2 separate regions of the Zea mays genome follow, and region 2 is linked to region 1. The links are chromatin contacts, called in public Hi-C maps. All regions are on one chromosome and are shown on one strand. Each heading gives the region's core, a stretch centred on a gene start, on an enhancer-like site or on the middle of the called end of the contact. The rest is flanking DNA. Distances are from core to core; before and after follow the strand shown.

Region 1 (6,250 bases), core at 941-3,440:
ATATTATGTCACATAAAAAAGCATAATCATAGCTGCAGGTGTTGCAAATGTCATTTACAATACAACAGCATACTTGATTGTGCGGTCCAGATCCCCAACACGGTAAACTGCATGGAGCATCCTCTTGCTGTCCTGTTTATGCCAGTCAACCACAACCTCAGCTGCCTTCGAGGCTTCACTATCGGTTGCCATCCCTGATTAAAGAGTTGCACATTTCATAAGAACAAGGGAGGAAAGTGATCTTAAATAAAACGAAGAACGAAAGCATCAAGCTTTCATATTGCTTGAAAACCCCTCTTTTTCTTTCAATAGAGGAATATACATCTCAATTACTCAAAGCTTTTCTCTGAAAAGCAGAAGATTATCAGAAATATCACGCTTTCCTATACACTAAAGGATCCGTGCTCAAATGACAGAACACAAGGTGAATGGACCTCCTTTTTTTTCACGGTCCATTTTTCATCCGAATGCCAACCTACATCTAAATCTTTTTTTATACTGAAAAGGACAGCAGCACGGGTTGCAGCTCAACCAAATCAAACACACAAAGATGCAAGGCTCCGCCTTGGAGAACTTTGAGGATGCATTAGTCATCTATCCGACGGACACACAGCAAAATGAACGAAGATGGAAGTCCTAACAAGGTAGGAACCCAAATCTAGGGGCGCGGCCAGCCATCTAGGTGACCACGCGGGGGGCGGCCAGACGGCCAAGCGGAGGCGGGCGGGGGTCAGCGGCCAGCTTCTACAGAGGAACGGCGAGGACGGAGCCAGGCAACGGCGCGACGCACGTAGGACGCGAGACCTCCGCCTCGTCAACCGCTTGTTCGGAGCTAGGCGAAGTCGAGCTCCTGTCTTGTTCATTGAAGCTTTATTTAAGAGTGTTTCCAATGAGCTCGTGTTCCTTGGCCACCACGGCCGCGATGAGGCAGGGCCGGAGGGAGACGGGGCGAGCAAGTCGCGGCGGCAGCGAGGACTGGAGGCCGAGATCTGGGGCAGGGCAAGGGAGAGGGCGAGGTGCGACGGGAGAGGTAGGGAGGAACCACTCACAACTCGATTGCATAAAAAACTCGGGTCCGGAAGCTGGTTCCTGTCTGACGACGCCGTACTCAAGCCACACGTCGTTCGAGCTGTGGCGGACTGCCCGTGAAGCGCGGGGAGAAGCTCAAACTCCAACGGGTTTTAATAAAAGGTAATAAGAGGTTCTACTTATGTATATTCGACCACCAAAAATATTTGGTGAGGAATATGGCTGGATTGACATGGTAGCTACCTGCAAAAAAAAACTCGGACGATAGGTGAAAGACGGTCCCCACGATATTATTAAAAATGAAGAAGATCTTAGCTTATGATTTGAACCCTTCCACGAGGACCCGTCCACTATAGGTCAGTCCATCTCGTGTGCACACAACCAGGAAACCAACGAGTGACCCTTTTTAAGCTTAGCTGAAATTCGCTCCCATTGTGATTCAAACTCAGAACCTAAGAACCGCTACTAAGACCACCTCTAACCAACTCGGGTAGAGGCCTTTTCGCGTAGCCATCTGCAGGGAAAAATTATCTACATCCCGGATTCAAACGCACTCCTTTACAGTCCCTCACATCCATCATCTGTAGGTCCACAATACAGATCAAAATTTGCAATTTAAATCTTTGTTAATTTGTTTTTCTTCTATTTATGTGGTCTATAAGAAGTGGATGTGGGGGACTGCAAAGGAGTGTGTTTGCATTGGGAATGCAACGAATTTTTTCCCTACATTCAGGGGTTAGCTTTTTGTTGTTTTTTTTTGCTGGAAATTAAAGAGAACATCAGCTCCCGGGAGGCTACTCTATTAAAAAAGGCAGTATGAAATGAATTAAAAAAAGTTATTATTCGTATCTATCCGATCCATCCTGTAGAACATACGTACGACAATCCCACATCTAACCGTTAACCCTAACAAGCTAGATTTTCTTCACCAATCACAGAACCAGCAGTCAGCAACAATGTCTTATCATCATGCATGACGTGAAGACCACAGTCATCTACCTGGGACCATGGTAGTAGATATTGATCTAATCAAATCCGTGTGGACCAAATCAAAACAGTTGCTTTCACGGCAGGCACTACACCCTGAGACAATTTCTGTAGAGAAAGCCGGCCCGGCTCATTGACCACATCAGAACCTCAACTGCTCTCTACATATATATATGCATGTACCCCCGCATGGACAACGCACCAGCTCGCCATAGTTGTTTCATACACAATACAAGCATCCTCTCTGCTACTGAATATCAAATTCCACTCTGGGAAGATAGAAATGGCGTCTTGTAGCTTTCATCTTCTCAGCGTTATTCTCATCGTGATCGCTTCTTCTGGCGCCTGGGCTACGGATCCTAGTCCTCTCCAGGACTTCTGCGTTGCAGACAAAGAATCGCCTGGTATGTACCACACATTCTGCTGCAATACTACCAAGGCAAAAAACAATTTGCAGAAGTTTATAACTGGTACTGAAGGAACATGAAACCAGTTTGATTAGCTTTCTAACACTTGTATGCCACTTCATTGATGCTGCAGTACGTGTGAATGGGTTGCCCTGCAAGGATATTAAGGATGTCAAGGTCGACGACTTCTTCCTAGCAGCCGACCTCGACAAGCCAAGGGATACGACGATGAGCAAGGTCAAGTCAAATGTCACATTGATCAATGTGATGAAGCTGGCCGGCCTAAACACCTTGGGCATCTCCATGGCTAGGATTGACTATGCCCCTCAAGGACAGAACCCACCACATACGCATCCCCGTGCCACTGAGATCTTAACGGTTCTTGAAGGATCACTCTATGTTGGTTTTGTCACATCTAACCCAGACAACAAATTCATTAGCAAGCTACTCAACAAGGGAGATGTTTTCGTGTTCCCCCAAGGTCTAATCCACTTTCAGTTCAATCCAAGTCATGATAAGCCAGCGGTTGCCATTGCCGCACTCAACAGCCAAAACCCTGGTGCCATTACCATTTCTAACGCTGTATTTGGATCGAAACCACCAATCGCGGACGACGTTCTTGCCAAGGCATTTCAGGTGGACAAGAAGGTTGTGGATTGGCTCCAAGCTCAGTTTTGGGAGGACAACCATAACTAAGTGAAGGAGGCTATTGCCATTGTTTTTACACACCGATGTAATAAGTAACAACACTATTTTCATTCATTTGTTTGATGTAGCAAACTGCTATATACCTTTTGACATACATATGTATTTTGTTAAAATGTCAAATGACCACAGTTATAAACGTGAAATCTTATATTGATTGAATCTCTTTACTTCATTGATATGTAATAGATTTCAACTAATATGGCATGAACACATCATGATTAAAACATGTCTTGATCCATTACCTGGAGTAAAAGTAGGTTAGCATGAAATTTTGCATACACGTCTGTGTCCATAGACCATCCAACTCAGCAACCATCATTCAAATAATTAATTTGATGTCACACCAAGCATGTGAATGTGACCCTAGAGAGCCAAATCTTGAATTATACTATGACAAAAAGATAAACTCAGCTTATAGATCATGTTGATGGCTTGGTATTCAAGTTAGAGGTAGTCTTCGTCCCATGGGGTGGAATCCTTCATATCATGCACAATGAACTCCTCATAAACAACTACCCAAATCTCTTCTCCCATTGGCCTAGATATATGCACACATCCTCCTCTTTCAATAGTTAAACCCAATGGAATCAAACAGGGGTGGCTTGACCATAGGGTTAGTGTCCATCTCTTCACATCAAAGGTGGTTGGACATTATATCATTGATTGTTGACTTGGTTTTCATACTGCTGGAAACGACTACTAGGATCAGTAGAAGAAGGTGAATATCTTATAAAAGTTTATTTCATGGCACTACTACAACTAGGATGGGTGTAAGTAAAGATGTTATCCCTAATAATTCTATGTCTATCCTAGCACTCCAATGGAATCCTCTTACACAATTCTAGTGAGCAAAGTAGATAGAATCTATATATAACACCCTGAATTTAGGGGTATAAAATTCTATTCTAAACACCCATGAAAATTCAAGTGTTACCCTTTTTTCTTCATTCTGTCCTAATTTATTTCTTCCTTATTTGAGAAAAGATAGTTATTTTAGGTATGCGTGTAAGGCTGGAGTGTAAAATCTTATGGGGGTTACGAAATGTTGCATCATGCTGGAAGTCTTATTTTATTTTTGCTTGATTTGCATTCATTTGATCAATGAATTCACTCGAGTTTGAATTCAACTAGTAGGAATAAGAGAAAACAAGATAAAAGAAAGGAAAGCCCCACAGCTAGCCCCGGCTATCCGGCCTAGTCCCAGCCGGCCACGACCTAGTTCCAGCCAACCCCGGCTGCCACTTGCCCAGCCCCAGCTAGCCTCGTCTAGGGCCAACTAGTCACAGCCAGTCACGCGTTGGCCAAGCCTAGCCTAGCCGTGCCCAGCACTCCTAGCCGTCACCCCGCCTTGGCTCTACAGCCAGGGGCCCCTCCCCTAACTGCCCTCACGCCCATGACGCTAAGAGGAGCATCACCCGCCCCTCCCATGTCCCTGCCAGTTCCACCGAGACACACCCCTCCCCACGCACAACCGCCTCACCGATCGCCCAAGCCACCAGCGACCCTGCCTCGCCTCTCCCCAGCCACCCCTGCGTGTGGCGACCTCACCCAGCCGCACTGTGCCTACTTCCGCCCGAAGCGCCCTTCACCAGCCAAACGCTGCCCCGAGATAAGCAACCAGCCATGGCCATCTACCCCCTAGACGAGCCCTAGCATGGTTACCCCCAGCCCCTCATCTCTTCCCGTGGCGTTGCCTGTCCGGCCACCGGCCAAACCTTCCCACGCATTGCACGTCTTCGCCGCGTGTACGTTCGTGCCACATGTTGTAGCCTACACACCATTGTCGCGTTCGCGTACTGTTAGCACGCCGATTCGAGCATCGTTTGCACGTTGTCACCATGCCGATCCACGCGTCGTTCGCGCACTGTCACCATGATGTTTTCTGCGTCGTCCACATGCGTCATTAAACCGCTTTGGAGGCTGGCGCCACCATTCAGCAGGGCCAGCACAGGCGCTGCTACCACACCTTAACCACAGGGTAGCCAATTGTGGTAACTTTACCTACTTACCTGCATGTAGGCGCGACATTGAAAGAATGTAACATCACATTGCTAAAAGTAAATCTACCAATCCTTATACAACATGTATGGTCACCCACACATGATGACAGTAGACTTGTCCCGGTCTGCATTGTCCTACACTTACCTTTCTTACCTTGGCGTAGAGGCAAAGTGAACCAAACATTACTATTCAAACGAATGGCATAAAACAAACACAAGTACGTAGGAATCCCCCCAAGTTAGTAATTTAATTAAGCCACCTGATTGTCCTTAGTTTAGCGCATAGAAGAGGATATCGCTAGCATTATAGTTTTCCAAATCCGATGTTTTTCAAAACTAGATAAGATGTTCAGATGAAAATAGGTTTTCCAAATTAGAAACCTTGTTTTGAAAGTACGTATGTGACCATATTATATGTAATCATCCTCTGATACTAGGTATGACAGAACCGCCCAACTTATAAGAGCTTAATCACAAAAACAACCGCCTCACAATTTGTTAACGTACTTGAACACATATAAACCCGGCAGTCCGCTGAGTATCCCGCAGGACCTCGGTAAATTAACTCTCAACCAATATCGCAAGATTAAGTAAATACACATGACATACAAGAGTTTTGTAGTGGAAATAATATTACAGTAATTTACCATTAGTAATTTGGAAGTGGATACAAATATGTTTTGAAAGCAATATAACTTTTGAGGAATAGGGTTAAAAACCATAAGTTTCAATACATTGCTAACTTAGTGACAATCCTCATATAGAACATAGATGAGATACTTAGAGATAAGGCCAAGCCCACCGGCGCTTAATCCACCATCCTCAGGTGGTAGACCACTCAGTCAAGCCACATCAACAATCATGTCATCAATAGAAGTACCTGAAAACTTTTGCCACAAGCAAGGCTGAGTATACTAATACTCAGCGAGACTTACCTAGTGTCTGGAAACTACTCCACTACCTCAGACCATGAGGCTTTTTGGCTGGGGGGGTTTGGTTTGCCAAAAGCGAGCACTAGTTATATAGAAGTCATATTTTAGATTCCAAGTTGTATAGTAGGATTTATCTAGGTGAGCATCCTTGTAATCACACATGGTGGCAAGCATTTATAGCAAGAAA
Region 2 (6,250 bases), core at 2,679-5,178, 460 kb before region 1:
TCTGAAATTAGTTGATTCCTTATTCTGATCATAGTATTAACTTTTTTCCAGGAGTGTGCGCAATGTGTGGGAAGCAAGTGTTGGACACGAAACTCTACAAGCAAAGCAATGTGTGATCATAGCTTTACTAAACTGCTAATAACTTGTATGAAATCTTGTACTCGCAATACAATCAAGCTATTGACAATAGTTAACAGAAATTATGTACTTGACTAACAATTCTGGAATGGAACACAAAATGTCTCCAAAATTAAAGCTCTACGGACTTTATGCAAAGTTTGGGTTGCAACTGGATATTGCAACCGGGTCTAGCATAATTTTTCATTTGAGAATCAGAATTCCTATGGCCTCCATGGCAGCAGTTTCTGCGAGGTTTCTGAGTATCCTGTTCGCTTCTGATGGAAACACGTTCTCAGATGTTTTAAAATTCTTCACTGCCAATGGTACAGTTTGTCTGAACGATGCATTTTGTTTGTTGCCAGCCTGCTACAGTACTGGTACAGTTAGTCTGAATAATGCTTCTGGTTTACAGTTTACTGCCACATTACACATAAAGACGGGCACATAACCTGTCAAATGTACTGCCACAATTAGACAGCTGCATCAACCATGGCCAGGTCAGCCTACAAGGCTATAGCTAGCTATATAGTTCTATGAAGCAGAAACACATGAGATTAAGCTACATACTACAATGGACAAGGGAAATGTAATAAATCCAATGCTTGGAATTTTATTTCGACACAGTGCGGTTCTAACTTAAGTTTTCTGGTTGAGCACATGGCGGAGCTGAATCTTCTGGCTCTCCATCCGAGCTTCAAGGAGCTTCGCCTTCAGGCTCTGCCTCTGAACCATCTCCATGCAACCTCTGAAACCCCGGTTGAGCTGGCTGTTCATCGAATCCGGTGAGCTCCATTGCGTGGTGCTAGGGGTGCTGTCCCCCATATCTAGATTCAAGCCTTTGGCAGTAGAGTACACACCATTTGGAAGACTTGCACTTGATAATCTCCCATTTATCATATCCGCAACATCTTTTGTACGGAATTCACAGTTTTTCAGTGGAGATGACTTCCACAGCTTTGATATGGCGGACTCTTTCTTCTTGGACTGTTCCATGTCCGTCAGGTACACACTGCTCAAGTCATCACACAGTTTGTTGGCCTGCTCACCCTCAGAATCATTTCCACTGGTCCACGAAATTCTGTCAAAGATCTTGTTGACTGAATGTTCACTTTCATACGGCGAATGGCTTGAGCCTTGCATCTCTTCATGGCTCATGGTCTCCCAGCTGCTTCCATCTTCCTTATCGCTCTCATCAGAATGGCTTCCATCTGGGAACAATCTGGCTCGATTTTCCAGAAATATATCAGCTGTTGGGCTAGCTTCTTGGATTTCTTGCTTTAGGCATGGTTCGGTTTCCTTTTTCTCCATCTCTTCACTTGGGCGTAGCTCTTCAAAGATGGCCAGTATATCTTCTGATGCTCTTGGTGGCTCATATGTGAATTCAACCTCTTGGTCTCTGGCCGACCCAATGGCCTGTACAATGTTGTGTGCGGCTTCAACAATTGTGCTGTCTCCTTTGGAAGAGCTGAAAGTCAAAATGAAAGCCTCCACCTCCTCCTGCAGTTTGCTCAACTGTTCATATTTGGCCTCAAGAGTGAGCTTGGCATCGACAAGTTTCATCTGCACTCGCTCCTCACGCCACACCTCAGCCATCTGTAGCAATTTCCTATCCTCATCCAGGTCGCCGCGTAGTTTGACAGAATCCTGCTTCAAGGCTTCGATCTCTGACTTGTGTTCCTCTATCTCCCTCACTAGCTTGTTGCACACCTCATCCGTGAGTTCCCGCGTCTTCTGCTCGTTGTCATACTCTTGCAATAGCTGCTTCGCGGCCATTTTGACCTCTTTCAACTCATCAACAAGCTTGAAGTTAATAGTCTCCAACTGCCTCCGGTTCTTTTTCTCATGCTCCAGATCAGCCTTCATATCTTCAAGAATGGCTTGAACTTTCTTGTGCTCTCTGTTCCGCCAAGCTGCTTTCTCCTCTGCAAGTTTCTTGAACAAGTGATTCAGTTGCTTCTTGGCTGAAAACCGCTCAGCTTCTAGCTTGCTCACTCTATCCCGTGCCTGCTGAAGCTCCAACTCAAGGCTAGCAACATAGCTACCCCCTTGCTGTTCCTCAACGAGATTTAGTTGGCTAGCAATCACATAGGCACCATCTGGTTCTATGCTCTTTATGTTTATATGCTCCCATTTTGTTGCATCCTCCACACCAGAGGAAAGACCAAGATGTATCTGCATGGTTAAATCCACTGGATTAGCTTGCAGTATGGAACGCAAAAAGATAGAAGCAATTTAGGTGCACATGATTTCTGGTTATACCTTGTGGAGCTCTTCACTATGTGGCTCCAGGACGGAGTTGGGGCTTGAAATGTCTTTTTTGAAACTACGGTGGTAAGTAAGAGGATTCTTGCGCAGGAGGTGAGCTTGTAGATGTCTCGGTATATGCTGTCATATAAGTGAAATCAACAAGTTAATATGAATGATCAATGGACTGCCACGAAGCAGAAAACAAACATTTTTAACATCTCTAACCAGCAACAAGACATCAATACATTGCTAACTATTTGATAGCACTCTCAGATTTACCCATCGTCTAAGTTACAACCTAAAGTAATTTCATCATAATGACAAATCAAAGATCTCAAGAAAAAAGGAGACAAAGAACGAAGATGAACTTGTCCCATGATTGCGCATATAAATCTGAGGTGACACTACTGAGTGAGTGGATCACTGAATCTTTCAGATCCTACCAGCAAATAGGATGAATGACAAACAAAAGTGCTGTATGGAACCCCATACCATCTTCTGAAACCAGGATCTATTGTTCATACCATGAATGGCAGTGCCATTGCAACCAAGAAGCTCAAGTGGGAACTGAACACATGTCACTTGGAAAGGAAGCAGTAGAGACTCCAGTAAATAGCAAAGGCACTCAAGCACCACAAGCAGGTGCGGGTAGCCGCAGGAGACAGGCTGGTTACTCCCACATCAAGAATCCTAGCGAGGTACATCCGTGCGTGCTTAATTGCACGGCACACCGATGATTCAATGAGCCAGGAGCAGATCACATGAGCGGGATTGGGATGTGTGCATCACAAGCAACGCGCCCATGGCCTGAGCAATAAATGCCACCCGCCGCATGAGACGGGCGCGAGGAGAGAGAACAATGAGAAGGGGAGCCGCCATAAATGGGGATCTGGGCTTCGATCCCACCGCCGTGCGACGCCGCAACGGCTAGTAACTGCTTCCAGCCACGAGCTGGAACGGAGGGAGGCCTGAGAACGGCGTAGTACGGTGGGTGGGCGAGTAGAGCGGTTTGATGAGGGAGGGGGTGCCGCCCGCCGTCCTGGATTCGCTTCCCCGTACGCCGAATCCGAGCTAGGATCCAGCAACATTCGAGCGGGAGCAGCTTAATCCGAGATAAAAAAAATTCTGGCTCCGTCACTGTTAACGGGCGAGCACGGGGTGGGAGGGGCGCGTACCTCGAGGCCGACACGGGAGGCGGCGTCATACTGGCCGGCGGTGGGTGCCTCCTCGGGTGGCCGCAGCCGCCACACCGCCGCGGCCAAGCGTCTGACGGAGGAGGGCGGGTCCCCGCGCGGCCTCTCTGCGTTTGCATTGCTCTCGCCGCTAGACGCGGCCCAACAGAGATGCGGAGTCTCGGGGCCGCCGTGGCGGGCAGCTCCAGCGGCGGCGCCTGCGTCAGCCGCGGGGGTGGTGGCTAGTGTGGCTTTGAGCGGGCGGCGGCGTCGGAGGCGGCGGGGCGGCGCGGGTAGAGCGGAGGAGGCAGCGGCGGGGCGTGAAGCGGGCGGCATTGACTGTGGGACCTTGTGTAGGGTTCCGGCGGTGTGACGGGGGCGGGATGGAGAGGCCGGGGAGTGAGAGACGTTGGAGGGAGAGCAAGAGGAGGGTTGGAAGCGACAAGGGCAGAGAATTAGGGGGGGGGGGGGGGGGGGGGGGGGGGGCGAAGGAAAGAGGTCCATTTTTTGCGGGGCCTATAAGGAAGTTGGCATTTATGAGGAGTAACTGTTAGTACCTGTTATATTTTATGATTATAAATTGCAAGTTATTTTAATTTTTTATATTAATAGTTTCTATGACTGTGTTATCAATATACTCCTCTCGCTGACAAGCCGACCCCACCCGCTAGCCGCACTCACCCTCGCTCTCTCGCGCCTGCGCACCGCTGACAAACTGACCCCGCCAGTCAGCCACCTTATCGTCCTCGCCGCGCACAGCTTCAGCGCGATCGCCGCCGGCCACCGTCCTCTCCCCCTCCCCGCCTGCACTCGTCGCACAGAGAAGTTGACACCGCTTCATCCTTCGCTCGCTGTGGTCGCGTCCTCGCACGGCCCCGCCCCGCCGTGAGGTCCCGTCGTCGCCGCTGTGCACCATTACTTCGTCGTTGTGCACCTCACTGGCGTCCACCTAACACCGCTGCTCCCCTCCCCTCGGGCGCCTATAAAAAGGCTGCCTCGAGCTCCTCCATGTCCCGCACCGGCCTCGGCCACTCTTCTTCTCCCTCCCCGAGCTCCACCGCACCAGCTCCGCCGCCCCTCCCTCCGCTCCGCTAAACACCTCCTCCTTCCCCCCCACTCTCTGGTTGTTCAGCGAGAAATTCACTAGGCTCAACAGCTTCGCCACACCACCGCGGGCTCGGAACACCGCTCCCCTGCCCCCGATCACCACCCAAGCCTCACCGGCGACGATTCCCGCCACGGAGCTCCGCCACCCCACCGTGATCAGCTCCCTCCCAGCCTCCTTTGGCAAAATTGGACCCACCCTTAAGCTCGCCAGCCCCTCCTTGTGCTAGGGCGCCTGCCCGATGCCCAGGAACCGGGTCATCGGCGTTGAATCGCCGTTGAACCCGCCGACAGCCGGGTTTTCCCCCGCGGGTCGACCGGTTCGCCCCTGCCCCGTCGGCCGCTGACACCGTCTCCCCTCCCACTCTCCCTGGCGCGTGGGCCCCGTGACCACGACATTGTTTTCTCTCGCGCCCGTGCCGTTTCTCGCCCGTGGGCCGTGCTGGGCCGGCGCGCTCGCGCCCGCGCGCGCCCCTGCACCCGGCTGGGCCGGAATTCGCCCCCCGGGCCACCAGAGCCGAAAATCCATTTTCTTTTTCTTTTCCATCTTTTTCCCCTTTAGTTATTTATATCTTGATATTTTATGTACCAAAAATTATCCAAACACTTTCTAAGTCACATAAAATGATAATGTTAGGAATTTGACACACTCCACTCAGTAAACCACTGTTTGATGTATTGTTTATTGCCTGTTTTACTAGAAGAAGCGGGGACCGTCGATCCGGAACCCGTAGCCCCGGAAGAAGGGCAGGAGCCCGACCTCCCGGAGATAAATCTTTTGTGCCAGGAAAGCTTCGACGAAGGCAAATCCATCCTTCCCTTGATGCATAATTTACCTATTCTTTCTACCACTACCTAAGTCGGGATTACGGGATGGAATATTTGCATTGTGAGCAGAGAGATAGCCCGCATTTACAAACATCTTTTGGATACAAAATGTGGGATGGGAAAAAGGGCAGTGTGTTTCACTAAGTAAGGTTTTCAAAAAGTGTGCAATGAAGGGTATTCACCCTCATCACCTTGTGAGTGGGATGATCAGGGACTTCCTGGTTTAGGGGAGGGCCTAAGGTGAAGGCTCAGCTGGTTTAGGAGTGAGCAGAAGGATTGTCCCCTCATATAAGGACCGGTTTGTCATCTTTCACTACATGTACTCACGATAAGTGCAACCACTCGAGACTGTGTGGGCAGTCACTCAATCTGAACTCGTACGGTCCAACCCCAGGGTTATGAAGGTTGGGGAGCACCGGGAGGATAAGGAGGGGGAATGTTTTGTCCGGTTTGGACATGGCGGTGGCCTGACTCCTTCCAGTATAACCGTTAAGGTTAGGACGTGCGAGGAAAGAGAGATCCGGCATTCGGGTCTCACGACAGTGAGATCGCAGAAACCGGATTAGTGGGTAAAGTGTACACCTCTGCGCAAAGTTTGAAAACCTATTCGAATAGTTCGTGTCCACTGGTATGAACGAGTCTGGTAGGGTATGACAATTAGTGTTTTACAACCTCCGGGAAGAAGGGAATGTGTGTGTGAATGCGTTCTTAGAAAAGAAAACGATGCCACGGGAGCGGGAAGCTCAGTGGTGGTTGAGTATTGTGTTGTTTCTATTTCC

Evidence for each region. Hi-C and Micro-C count contacts between places; a contact is called where the count stands out from the background.
Region 2: a contact with region 1 is called in a Hi-C map of tassel, with 4 times the contacts expected there. The contact joins the promoter of LOC100191718 here to the promoter of LOC103641117 in region 1. A contact is called at or near these places in 3 of 25 Hi-C or Micro-C datasets (ear, leaf and tassel).

Annotation. Positions count from the first base shown.
Region 1 is chr10:59,995,732-60,001,981 of Zm-B73-REFERENCE-NAM-5.0, reverse strand. It overlaps LOC103641117 (putative germin-like protein 12-4), which reads left to right and starts at 2,190. Exons shown (of 2, transcript XM_008664486.4): 1 at 2,190-2,420; 2 at 2,557-3,357. The coding sequence starts at 2,300. The coding sequence ends at 3,119. It overlaps LOC103641118 (lactoylglutathione lyase), which reads right to left and starts at 1,072. Exons shown (of 10, transcript XR_004853159.1): 1 at 74-1,072.
Region 2 is chr10:60,457,448-60,463,697 of Zm-B73-REFERENCE-NAM-5.0, reverse strand. It overlaps LOC100191718, which reads right to left and starts at 3,928. Exons shown (of 3, transcript NM_001137147.1): 1 at 3,543-3,928; 2 at 2,380-2,505; 3 at 471-2,292. The coding sequence starts at 3,875. The coding sequence ends at 757. It overlaps LOC100283927 (postsynaptic protein CRIPT), which reads left to right. Exons shown (of 4, transcript NM_001156825.3): 4 at 52-379. The coding sequence ends at 116.